Regions from separate parts of the Sus scrofa genome. Here region 2 is linked to region 1. A link is a contact called in public Hi-C data. All regions are on one chromosome and are shown on one strand. Each heading gives the region's core, a stretch centred on a gene start, on an enhancer-like site or on the middle of the called end of the contact. The rest is flanking DNA. Distances are from core to core; before and after follow the strand shown. Region 1 holds the start of EIF2D (eukaryotic translation initiation factor 2D). Region 2 holds the start of YOD1 (ubiquitin thioesterase OTU1).

What was found. A called contact is a pair of places that touch in the nucleus more often than the background predicts.
Region 2: a Hi-C map of skeletal muscle shows a contact between it and region 1, with 3 times the contacts expected there. The contact joins the promoter of YOD1 here to the promoter of EIF2D in region 1. A contact is called at or near these places in 1 of 5 promoter capture datasets (fetal liver) and 1 of 47 Hi-C or Micro-C datasets (skeletal muscle).

Annotation. Positions count from the first base shown.
Region 1 is chr9:67,259,756-67,264,923 of Sscrofa11.1, reverse strand. It overlaps EIF2D (eukaryotic translation initiation factor 2D), which reads left to right and starts at 3,674. Exons shown (of 16, transcript XM_003482660.4): 1 at 3,674-3,884; 2 at 4,789-4,979. The coding sequence starts at 3,829.
Region 2 is chr9:67,680,582-67,685,563 of Sscrofa11.1, reverse strand. It overlaps YOD1 (ubiquitin thioesterase OTU1), which reads left to right and starts at 3,675. Exons shown (of 4, transcript XM_005667547.3): 1 at 3,675-3,790; 2 at 4,057-4,314. The coding sequence starts at 4,264. It overlaps PFKFB2 (6-phosphofructo-2-kinase/fructose-2,6-bisphosphatase 2), which reads right to left and starts at 3,736. Exons shown (of 16, transcript XR_002335794.1): 1 at 3,535-3,736; 2 at 2,337-2,444.

The DNA.
Region 1 (5,168 bases), core at 2,425-4,924:
AAAAGAAGTTGTGAGGAATGGAACTGCATTTTGTTAAGGGAAAAGAAAGTCTTCTTTTCCTAGAGCTGGTTGTTTCTGGATGGGAACTAAATAAGGAAAAGCTAATATGGATACAGAAAGTTATACAAGCTTTGTGGAAAAGGAACCCTGAGAAAAGAGTTTTGTACATGATCAGGGCTAGCTAAGCTTAGAGTAAATTTTTTTTTTTTTAATTTTTAATTTTTTTTTTCCTGCTTTTTAGGCTGCACCCGAGGCGTATGGAAGTTCCCTGGTTAGGGGTCAGATTGGAGCTGCAGCTACTAACCTACACCACAGCCACAGAAATGCCTGATCCAGACACATCTGTGACCTACAGTGCAGCTTGCAGCAATGCTGGCTTTTTTTTTTTTTTTTTTTTTGTCTTTTTGCCTTTTCTAGAGCTGCTGCCGCGGCATATGGAGGTTCCCAGGCTAGGGGTCTAATCAGAGCTGTAGCCACTGGCCTACACCACAGCCACAGCAATGCCAGAACCTTAACCCACTGAGCAAGGCCAGGGATCGAAACTGTTGTCCTCATGGATACTAGTTGGATTCATTAACCACTGCACCACAACGGGAACTCCTATTTACTAATTTTTTGCAGCAAATTTTTCACCCAGTAAAATGCACAGCTCTTAAATTTATATTTTGATGAGTTAACAAATGTGTACGCCTGTGAAACACACACCCCAATCAAGACACGGACTACTTCTATAACCCCAGAAAGTCCCCTCCTGCCCCTTTCCAGTTAATTATCTCACCGCAGGGAAAAGCACCGTAGGTTAGTGTTGCTTATTTGTGAACTTCATAAAAGTGAAATTACGCAGTATGTACTCCTTAGTGTCTGGCTTCTTTCTCTTAACAAGTTGCTTTTGAAATTTGCCCTTATGGGTGCATATCTAAGTAATTTATTCTTTTCTACCAAGGTCTAGGAATGCAGTGAGTGGATTTACCACTGTCAATGAACATTTGGGTTTTTTCCACTTTGGAGCTATTATGAATAAAGTTCCTAGAAACACTGTGTACAGATCTTTTTGTGAGCATGTATTTTTATTTCTCTTATATTAGTTTCACAGGGCTTGTGTCAGTTTCTCTTGTGTTAGTTTGTGGGATCCTTAACCTACTGAGCAAGGCCAGGGATAAACCCGCATCCTCATATATACTAGTCGGGTTCGAGTCCACTGAACCACAATGGGAACTCCCAAAGCTGTAGCTTTCTGAGCTGTAAAAAGATTTCACTTCTGAGCAGCTATACAAATCTTTTTTTTTTTTTTTTTTTTTGTCTTTTTGCCTTTTCTGGGGCCGCTCCCGTGGCATATGGAGGTTCCTAGGCTAGGGGTCGAATTGGAACCATAGCCGCTGGCCTACACCAGAGCCACAGCAACGTGGGATCCAAGCCGAATCTGTGACCTACACCCCAGCTCACAGCAACACCGGATCCTTAACCCACTGAGAAAGGCCGGGGACTGAACCCACAACCTCATGGTTCCTAGTCGGATTTGTTAACCACTGAACCACAACGGGAACTCCCAGCTATACAAATCTTGTTTTGCCCAATCACCAGTGTCTGAGGGTTCCTACCGACTCACCTGGGATCCTCAAACTCATAACCCTATTAGCTTGGGGATATGAGTTTGAGGGAGGCAATGAAGAGGAGAGTTTTAAAAACCCAGCTGAATACCTAGTCTGAGCGGCCCCAAGAAAAGGGAAAGGACAGATGGGCATCATATTCACAAAGAAAGATTTCACCTTGCTGAAGTAGGGGGCAGCTGGGGGCTCCCAAAGGCACGTGGGGCAGGCTAGCTGGGAAGTGGTTGTGGCTCTTCTCGGACTGGGTGCCTTGGTCTTGGCTGGCACCCACCTAGTGCAGAAGACCTGCCTACACAGCAGAGCTGAGCTGGGCATGGTAGAGCTCTGCCTTCTTCAGCTCTGCCTGTGGTTTTATTTTGCAAGTGCAAGCGCCTGATGTGTGTATCTTTGCTTCCTGTGTCCCCCTTTAATATTGTGAGTTCAATGGCTTAGGCTTTTAAGCTTTCAATGTTTATACTGTAAGCAAAAGAGCCAGTGGAGGATGATTTCCTGGGAGAGCAGCTGGACTGCTTCCGTCACAGTGACATGGACCCATGGGCTATCTGAGGAGGCACCGGGGGTAAGAAATGCTTGTGTTCCTGTATTAGCTATCCAGGGCCACATAACAAACCATCCCCAGGCTTAATAGCTTAAAACAATAATTATTTACCATCTCATGATTTCTGTGGCTTAGGAACTGAGATGGGGCATAGTGGAATGACTAGTCTCTGCTCCTTGATGGCTGAGGCCTCAGTTGGAAGACTTGAAAATATGTGGGGTGGGATGACTTGCCCAGGGCAGGCGGCTGTGTTTCCAAGGTGGCTCAATCTCATGGCTGGGGAGGTGATGCCAGGAGGTGGGTTCCTTTCCACATGGACTTTTTTACAGGCTTCCTGAGTGTCCTTTCAAGGTGATGGATGAGTGGTTCCCCCAGAGCAAGAAATCTGGGAGACCAAGGTAGAAGTGACAGGGTCTTTTATGACAGCCTCATGAGTCAAGTCACACACTGTCATTTTGACCATATACTAATGGTTACAGGAGCCAGCCCTGGTCTTATGTGGGAGGGGACCACATAAAGACATGACGACCATGGAGAACCCTCTCGGAGTCTGCCTGCCATGATCTACCGTCTTGCATGTGCCTCTTGCATGCAGAACATATGAATCCTTCCCCAAGTCCCCTCACATTTCATTCCTTTATCTGTTCAAAATTAGGGTTTCAGAAAGGATGAGCCATTGGCCCAAGATCACACTGCTAGAGAGAAGTCAAACCATAATTTGATCTTGCGATGTATCACGAATTTTTTTTATAAGCACTGTGAATTTCTTTAATTAATTTGGAGAAAAAACCTCCCAAATAATGTCTGAACACAAAACATTCATTAAAGGGTCCAGGAGTTTCTGTTGTGGCACAGTGGGTTAAGGATCAGAATGCAGCAGCTTGGGTCCCTGTGTAGATGCAGTTTTGATCCCCCCTGGCTGGCACCGTGGGTTAAAGGATCCTGCATTGCAGCAGCTGGGGCTCAGATTCAATCTCTGGCCAAGAGACTTCCATTCGCTGCCAGTCAAAAAATATTTTAAATAACACATTTGAAGATTATCTGTATAGTACCTGGAACTAGAGTGGATTCCCCGTTATTGTCATTATCACTCCAAGTAAATTAAAGAACAGGAGGAGAAAATCTTGGAGAGAATCCTAGCTGAGGCCCTTAGTGGGCAATTAAATGTAAAGATCTTGATAAACAAGAGTCCTTAAGAAAAGCATTCAGGAGGATTGCAAGTCTAATAAAACACAAGAGTTCAATTAATTTTGTGGAAATGAACTAACCTGAATGGAATGGGAGCTAACAGAGCTCCTACTCAACACTCCGTAACGCTGACCAAGTGGAAACCAACAGCACCGCGTGGGCACCGAATGTCCTCACCTACCCGCCAGCAAGAAGCGCTCGCGCAGGCGCAGAGCCCGGCCCCACCGGCGAGGCGGCGAGGGTGGTGCTTCCCTCTCAGCGCGGGAGTCCGCCCCGCCTTCTGCGGCCCCGCCCTCCGGGCTTCAATTCCGGGCATTGCCACTAGGGGCGGCCGCGAAGCTGCGCGGCCTCGGTTTCCAGCCGGGCCTTTTTCACAGCCGGGCCCCAGCATGGCTACCCCCAGGACTGCGCGTCGGGAAGCCGCTGTGCTCTCTCTTTCCTGACAGTCCCTAGCTTCTGTGGTCTCCTTCTCTTCCCCAGCCCACTCCAGCAGACATGTTTGCCAAGGCCTTTCGGGTCAAGTCCAACACGGCCATCAAGGGGTCGGACAGGTGAGGGAAAGAGGGGCCTGCTCTGCCCATTAGGGCACCCAGACATCTCTCAAGCCCGGCTGGCTCACAGCCCTTTCCGGGCTCAATCAGCCGACCTGGGGTGGGGACTGAGGGATCGGCCTGAGAAGGGCCTGCAGGGGGCAAGGGTGAGTTAGACACATTTTGAAGGTGAAGATGGAGAGGAGGCCTGATTTATTTCCCAGGCTGTCTCTTGGATATTCTAGTGGGTTTAAAATAAAACGTAATCCAATCAGCACGTATTCACTGCAGTCTGTTTAAGGTGTGGAGGATGCAAAAATGAAGACATATAGGAGTCCCTGCCCTCTCAAGAGCTTAGGTTCCCTTAGGAGAGATTAGGTGGAGCACAGAGAACTGTAAGTATATGAGAAGTGGCTAGTGATTCCCTTTGGCAGAAGATGAAGGGTGAAGTAAGAAAGGATAAGGCACATGTGGTAACAACTGTATCTGTTCAGTGTTGCAAATGCAGATATCACCTTGGGGATTTTGGAACCAGTGTTCTATAATTGTCATTTTGGTGCCCTAGTATAGCTGTTTAATGCTGAACTGACAGATTTGCCCACCACATATGAGTGGGTCTCAGAGCTATGCAATGCATGGAGTCAGGAAGGCAGGGTTGAGTTTTCAGTGGCAGACTTAACTTGGGTTGCTCCCCGTTTCAGGTTTTTGTTTTTGTTTTTTTCCTTCTTCTTTCATTACAAAATGGAAAGATGTGCCCCATGAACATATGAAAACAGATGAGACACTGGATGAGAAAGAGAGTAAGATGTGTTAGAATAGGGCATTGTAAACCAGTCTTTTCCTTGGCCCCCGTGGGTCTGAGTCCTCAAGATTTATTAAAATCCATCCAGGCAGCATTCATACCAGGTACGTGTGCTTTCTGCAGGAGAAAGCTTCGTGCAGATGTGACAGCTGTTTTCCCCACTCTTGGAACGGATCAGGTCTCTGAGTTAATACCTGGAAAGGAAGAGCTCAACATTGTGAGGTTGTATGCTCACAGAGGGGACGCAGTGACTGTGTACGTGAGTGGTGGTAACCCCATCCTATTTGAACTGGAGAAAAACCTATATCCAACAGGTATGGCAATAGGATGGAGATGGCCATTACTGTGGTCCTTGCCTGATATCTGTTTCTCTTTGTTTCTTCCATTAACCTGTCTTCCTTAAATAAGTGCAAAATCTCCCAGTATCATCCCCAAGAATCTTTTTGGACTTAGTGTACCTAGAATTTATTCTCAAGACTGGAAATTGCTACAGAAGGGAGGGA
Region 2 (4,982 bases), core at 2,426-4,925, 420 kb before region 1:
GCAGAGCTTACAGCAGGAATTACAGTCTAGAGGACAGGAAAGAGACCTGGGAGCACTGCTTCCTTCACTAATCAAAAGCCCTCAAGGCAGGAAAAGCGCAAAAGAGTTAAGAGAGCCAGATAGGGGATTCCCAAGGAGGAGAAGCAGAACTAGAAGGTCTGACACTGGGAATTGTGCAGGGTCAGAGACTCCCACAGCTCCCCCTGCCCCCCAGCGCCCAGACACCAGTTCTCTGCTCCTGTTTGGCTCAAGTGTCCTAGCAACATGAGGGCAGCTCTCTTTAAGATATGCATCCCATATCCCCAAATCTAGGTTACCACACTGTCGAGAAAACATTCTTTACTAAAAATATAATTCTTCACAGGGCTCCTTTGTATTCTTTTTAGGGCTGCACCTGCAGCATGTGGAAGTTCCTGGGCTAGGGGTTAAATCAAAGCTGCAGCTGCCGGTCTACACCACAGCCACGGCAACAAGAGATCCAAGCCACACCTGCGACCTGGGCTTCACCTTGCAGCAATGCCAGATCCTGAATCCACTGAGCGAGGCCAGGGATCAAACCCACATCCTCATGGACACTATGTGGTTTCTTAATCTACTGAGCCACAAGGGGAACTCCCATGGAGCTTTAAAGAGTGAGCTCCAGCACAGCATTTAGACTATAATTCAATCTATATGTAATGTTTCAGAAATAAATACAACATGCAAATAGAGTCACCGGTGAAAATTAACACACTTTAACCATGTACCCAACACTCTTGCTCATTCATTCTCACATCTCTCTGCAGGAAGGTACAATTAACATCCCCATTTTATTAAAAAGTAAACTGAGGCCTGGAAAGGATTAACAACATGTTCAAAACCATACAGCCAGGAAGTTAAAACCAAGATTTAAACCCAGGCAGTCTCACTCCAGAGGCTGCACTCAAATATCATGCTATGCTAGTTACTTTCCATGGAGTGTTTGCCCTCAGTACCTGGCTTCCAGTCCTGGCACAGAAAGAAGACCCTAATCAAAGAGGTGTCCCCACCCCAACATCACATCCAAACAAGCCTCCCCAGCTACAGCCCAAGCCCCAACAAGCCTCGTCAGCGCCTGGTGAAAAGAGATGATTATCATGAATCATGAGATTGACAAGAGCATGACATCAAGGTTGAGACTTTGGGAAAGCTTTGAACGTGAGATGATGCCAAGTCTCAGGCTGGCTGGCTGTTTCCTCAGCACTGAAGTGAGGCCTGGTAAGGTTCCAAAGGAACCTGGAAGCAGGAACAAGAGTTAGCTTTCCTTGAGATTCTCCCCAAACATCTGGAAACCAACTGCCCGGGACCTTCTGGACTGGGCTATGCATTCTTGGAGTCTAGTCTATTAAGGATGCTTCAGCATACAGATGCATGGGGACAAGAAATGACACCTCAGGAGTTCCCATCGTGGCGCAGTGGTTAACGAAACCATGAGGTTGCGGGTTCGGTCCCTGCCCTTGCTCAGTGGGTTAACGATCTGGTGTTGCCGTGAGCTGCGGTGTAGGTTGCAGATGCGGCTCGGATCCCGAGTTGCTGTGGCTCTGGTGTAGGCTGGTGGCTACGGCTCGGATTAGACCCCTAGCCTGGGAATCTCCATATGCCGTGGAAGCGGCCCAAAGAAATAGCAAAAAGACAAAAAGAAAAAAAAAAGAAAAAAGAAAAAAAGAAATGACACTTCACCTCTCTGCAAACCCACCTGCTGTCTCTGTCTAAAAAAAATGGGCATGGAGATGCTCCTGTGAAACCCATCCCCAGAGGAATGAACCTGCAGGGAAAATAGTTTGCAAAGTATAAAGGTTAACCTGTGAGAAAGTAAGGTGCCCAAGACACGGCGAGAAGTGAAATGTCAAGGCTGATTCCCCTTAGGTCTGTAGAAATGAGTGACTGGTTCCTACCTGCAATTTCTGCAGTGAGCAGCACTCTCACAAAACTTAGCCTAAGCGATAAAGGGAAACCGTTAGCGGGACCAGCCCCAAGTAATCCCTGTACCGGTGCCTCTCTGTCTTACTCACTGCATATACAACAGTGCTTGCTCTTTCAACATCAGTGGAGTGTACAGATACCCCCAGAAGACAGAGATTCAGTTAACAAAAGCAGGAAGAAAATGCTCGGCCACATGGGCAGCCTAGCACCAAAGACAGACATTTCACGGAGTCTACTTGTTTCAGACAGGAAATTCCCCTGATGGCCTTTGTTTTAAATTCCCGTGTCAAAGACTTATTTCTTACTCCCATTGAGCAGCAAAGTCTAGGATTACAACTATATTCCCAAGACAAAAACCTGGGACAAGGCAGCCCTTCCTCTTTCCCACCACTCACAGCATTTCTTCTCTGACATTCGGAGATTTGTTTTGGTTTCATAGCTGTTGTTGTTCTGTTCTGAGGAAGATGCAGGATTCCCAGACATGGCAGCTCTTCAGGGGACCCCTGGAAGGGATAAAAGGGATATAAGGAAGAGAAGGAAGGAGACAACCTTCCAAACACTCAGTGAAGAGGATCAGAGAGGTATAAGTGCAAGAACCCTGGCCCAAGAGTCAAGTCCAGCCTTTTTCCCAGTTAAGAGCTATACGCCCTAATAAGTCATGAATGCCCCTAGCCCTGTGTTTCCTCATCTCTGAAGAGGTGCAGCAGAAGCTTGCATTTATATTGCTGACTTTGGAGTTTACACTCAAATAAATTATCTCCTTCAATCCTCCCAACAATCCTGTAATGAAACAGATTTTGCTACCATTATTACTTCTCCTCATTTTACAGATTGAAAAACTGAGATTAATCAAACTAAGTGGTTCATCCAAGTTCCTTCCTGACTTCAGATTCCAGTTTAAGAATCTGGGGAGAGTAGTGGCAGCAGTTGGGGGTGGGGTGAGTTGCAAATAGATCAAGTCCATTATCATAAAGTAACTGCAGTCCAATGGGAGGATTCAGTCCTGAAAAAAATGAGAAGTGGGAAAAATCTCAAACATATCCCCTGAAGGAAAAACTGTAACTGGACCCAGAGACAGCCCTCACCCGTCACCATTTCTCCTCTGGTGTTCCTACTCTCAAGCCCTTGTCCACACCCTCTCCCCAACGATCCCCTGGGAAACAGTCCATGGAAGAAACACTGGGGAGCAAAGAGGTGGTAAATAACTTCCCCAAGGTCGCCTACAGAATAACGGGTAAGTCCTGATTCGAACTAGTGTGGGAGAGCCCCACGCGTTCTCCCTACAAACCCGGACAAGGACTCGTGAGGAAGGAAGGTCCTACTGCTTCAGGGACCTTGCACTGTACTTCCACTAACCACACAAATCCTGTAACTCACATAAACTGCAGCTTTGAGTTCCTAAACATCCGCACTCCAGGCGACGCCCGGGGGCCCGTACTTCCCCGAAACGACGAGGCTTCATCTTCCCACATCTCAGGGTGCATGCGGCCCCTCCCTCCTCTCGTCCGCCTAGACCCTTCAAGACGCTGTACAGCTGTCGGCCACCCCAAGATCCCTCCTAAGACTCCTCCCGTCTGTGGCCCCAGCACCTACCGGGTAACGCGGCAGACGGGAACCCACAGACTGTGGCCGGTGTCCGGCACACCAGTCGCCGGCAAATCACGTGCCCCCGCCTGGCTCCGCCCACTCCCGCGTTGGTCCTCACCTGGAGAGAATCGTCCACCAATAGAGAGCAAGCAGGCTTCAGGGGGCGGGGCTCAAATTAGAATCACTGACGCTAGCTCCAGAAGGAGGATAGAACTGTGAAGGGGAAAAATCACAAGCTCGCAAGTTTCCCAGCACCGTGGAGGTTGGTTGCATCGTTGCTTGGCAACTAACAGGGCTGGGGGCGGGATTAATAAAAAGTAAGTTTTGTGGGTTTTTTCGTCCTCTCGCGAGAATGAACTAGTAGAAGTCTTGAGAGGGTGACCGGAAAAATCATTGCGGAGATTAACGCTTTTTCCTGAATCCCAGCGGGATCTGTTAGATCTGTAAATTGGGACGTAAGCTTGGAAGGTGTTTGCTAGAGTAAACTACCACAATACATCTTAAGGTGTTTGCATATTCTTGCCTCAGGTCGCGGACACTGTAAACTAAGGAAATCAACAACTCTCACCGCTGAACCAGGAGCTTCCCTGGATCCATGCACATACTTCAGTGGATTTACCATCTTATTTATTCTCCCTCTTACCACTCACACTGTACCATCTGTTATGGTCATCTTGAAGAACCAAAGAGAAAAACTGCTCAAGGAGAAAATTGGGTCATGAAAGATCTGAAAAGATGCAAAGTCTCCATATAACTTATTCAGATCTAGAGGCTTTTACAGTGGAGGTGAGTTTGCACATTCCGAGTGAACTTTTCACAGTTGCCCCCAGGCCCCCTTGATGCTTGATTCTGTTGATAAACTGTCTCTACGCGGGGTAGGCCTTGCTGCTTCGGATTCAGGATGGAAAAAGAACAATGAGTATGGATTTCTTGGAAGAGAGAGAAATTCAGAGGTATTTTTATTCCTCTGTCACCTGGGGGTTAAATTCATCCTTCTGAACAGCTCAAATCATTACCTACTCGTTGAAACTTTTTACAACTCCCAGTATGTTACAGTTGCCTTCTCTGTGCTTATACAACTTGGTTCTAACTATTCAGCAAGTGTTTACAGAGCACTTACTTGGAAGGCACAGTCCTGTGTTTAGGGATACGGGGTTGGAAAAAGTCACACAACCTAGCATTATCACGTTGCTGTGAAATACAGGGGTTGCGTGTCCTTTACACCTCACCGGCTCTCCTGATTACGTGAGTACTTCGCCATAATGAAGTCAGGAATGGAGTCGTCTTGGTATTTGTATAACTAGGGCGAACTGGAATCTGGATGACACACGGTAGCCCTCTTCATTCCTCCTTCTTACACTGCCAGCACCTCCCGAATAGCCCTCGGCCCAGATGCTGACCTCATACTGCGCTTTCTGATGTGGCAAATGGACGTTTTTAAGTTGCAGGCTCAT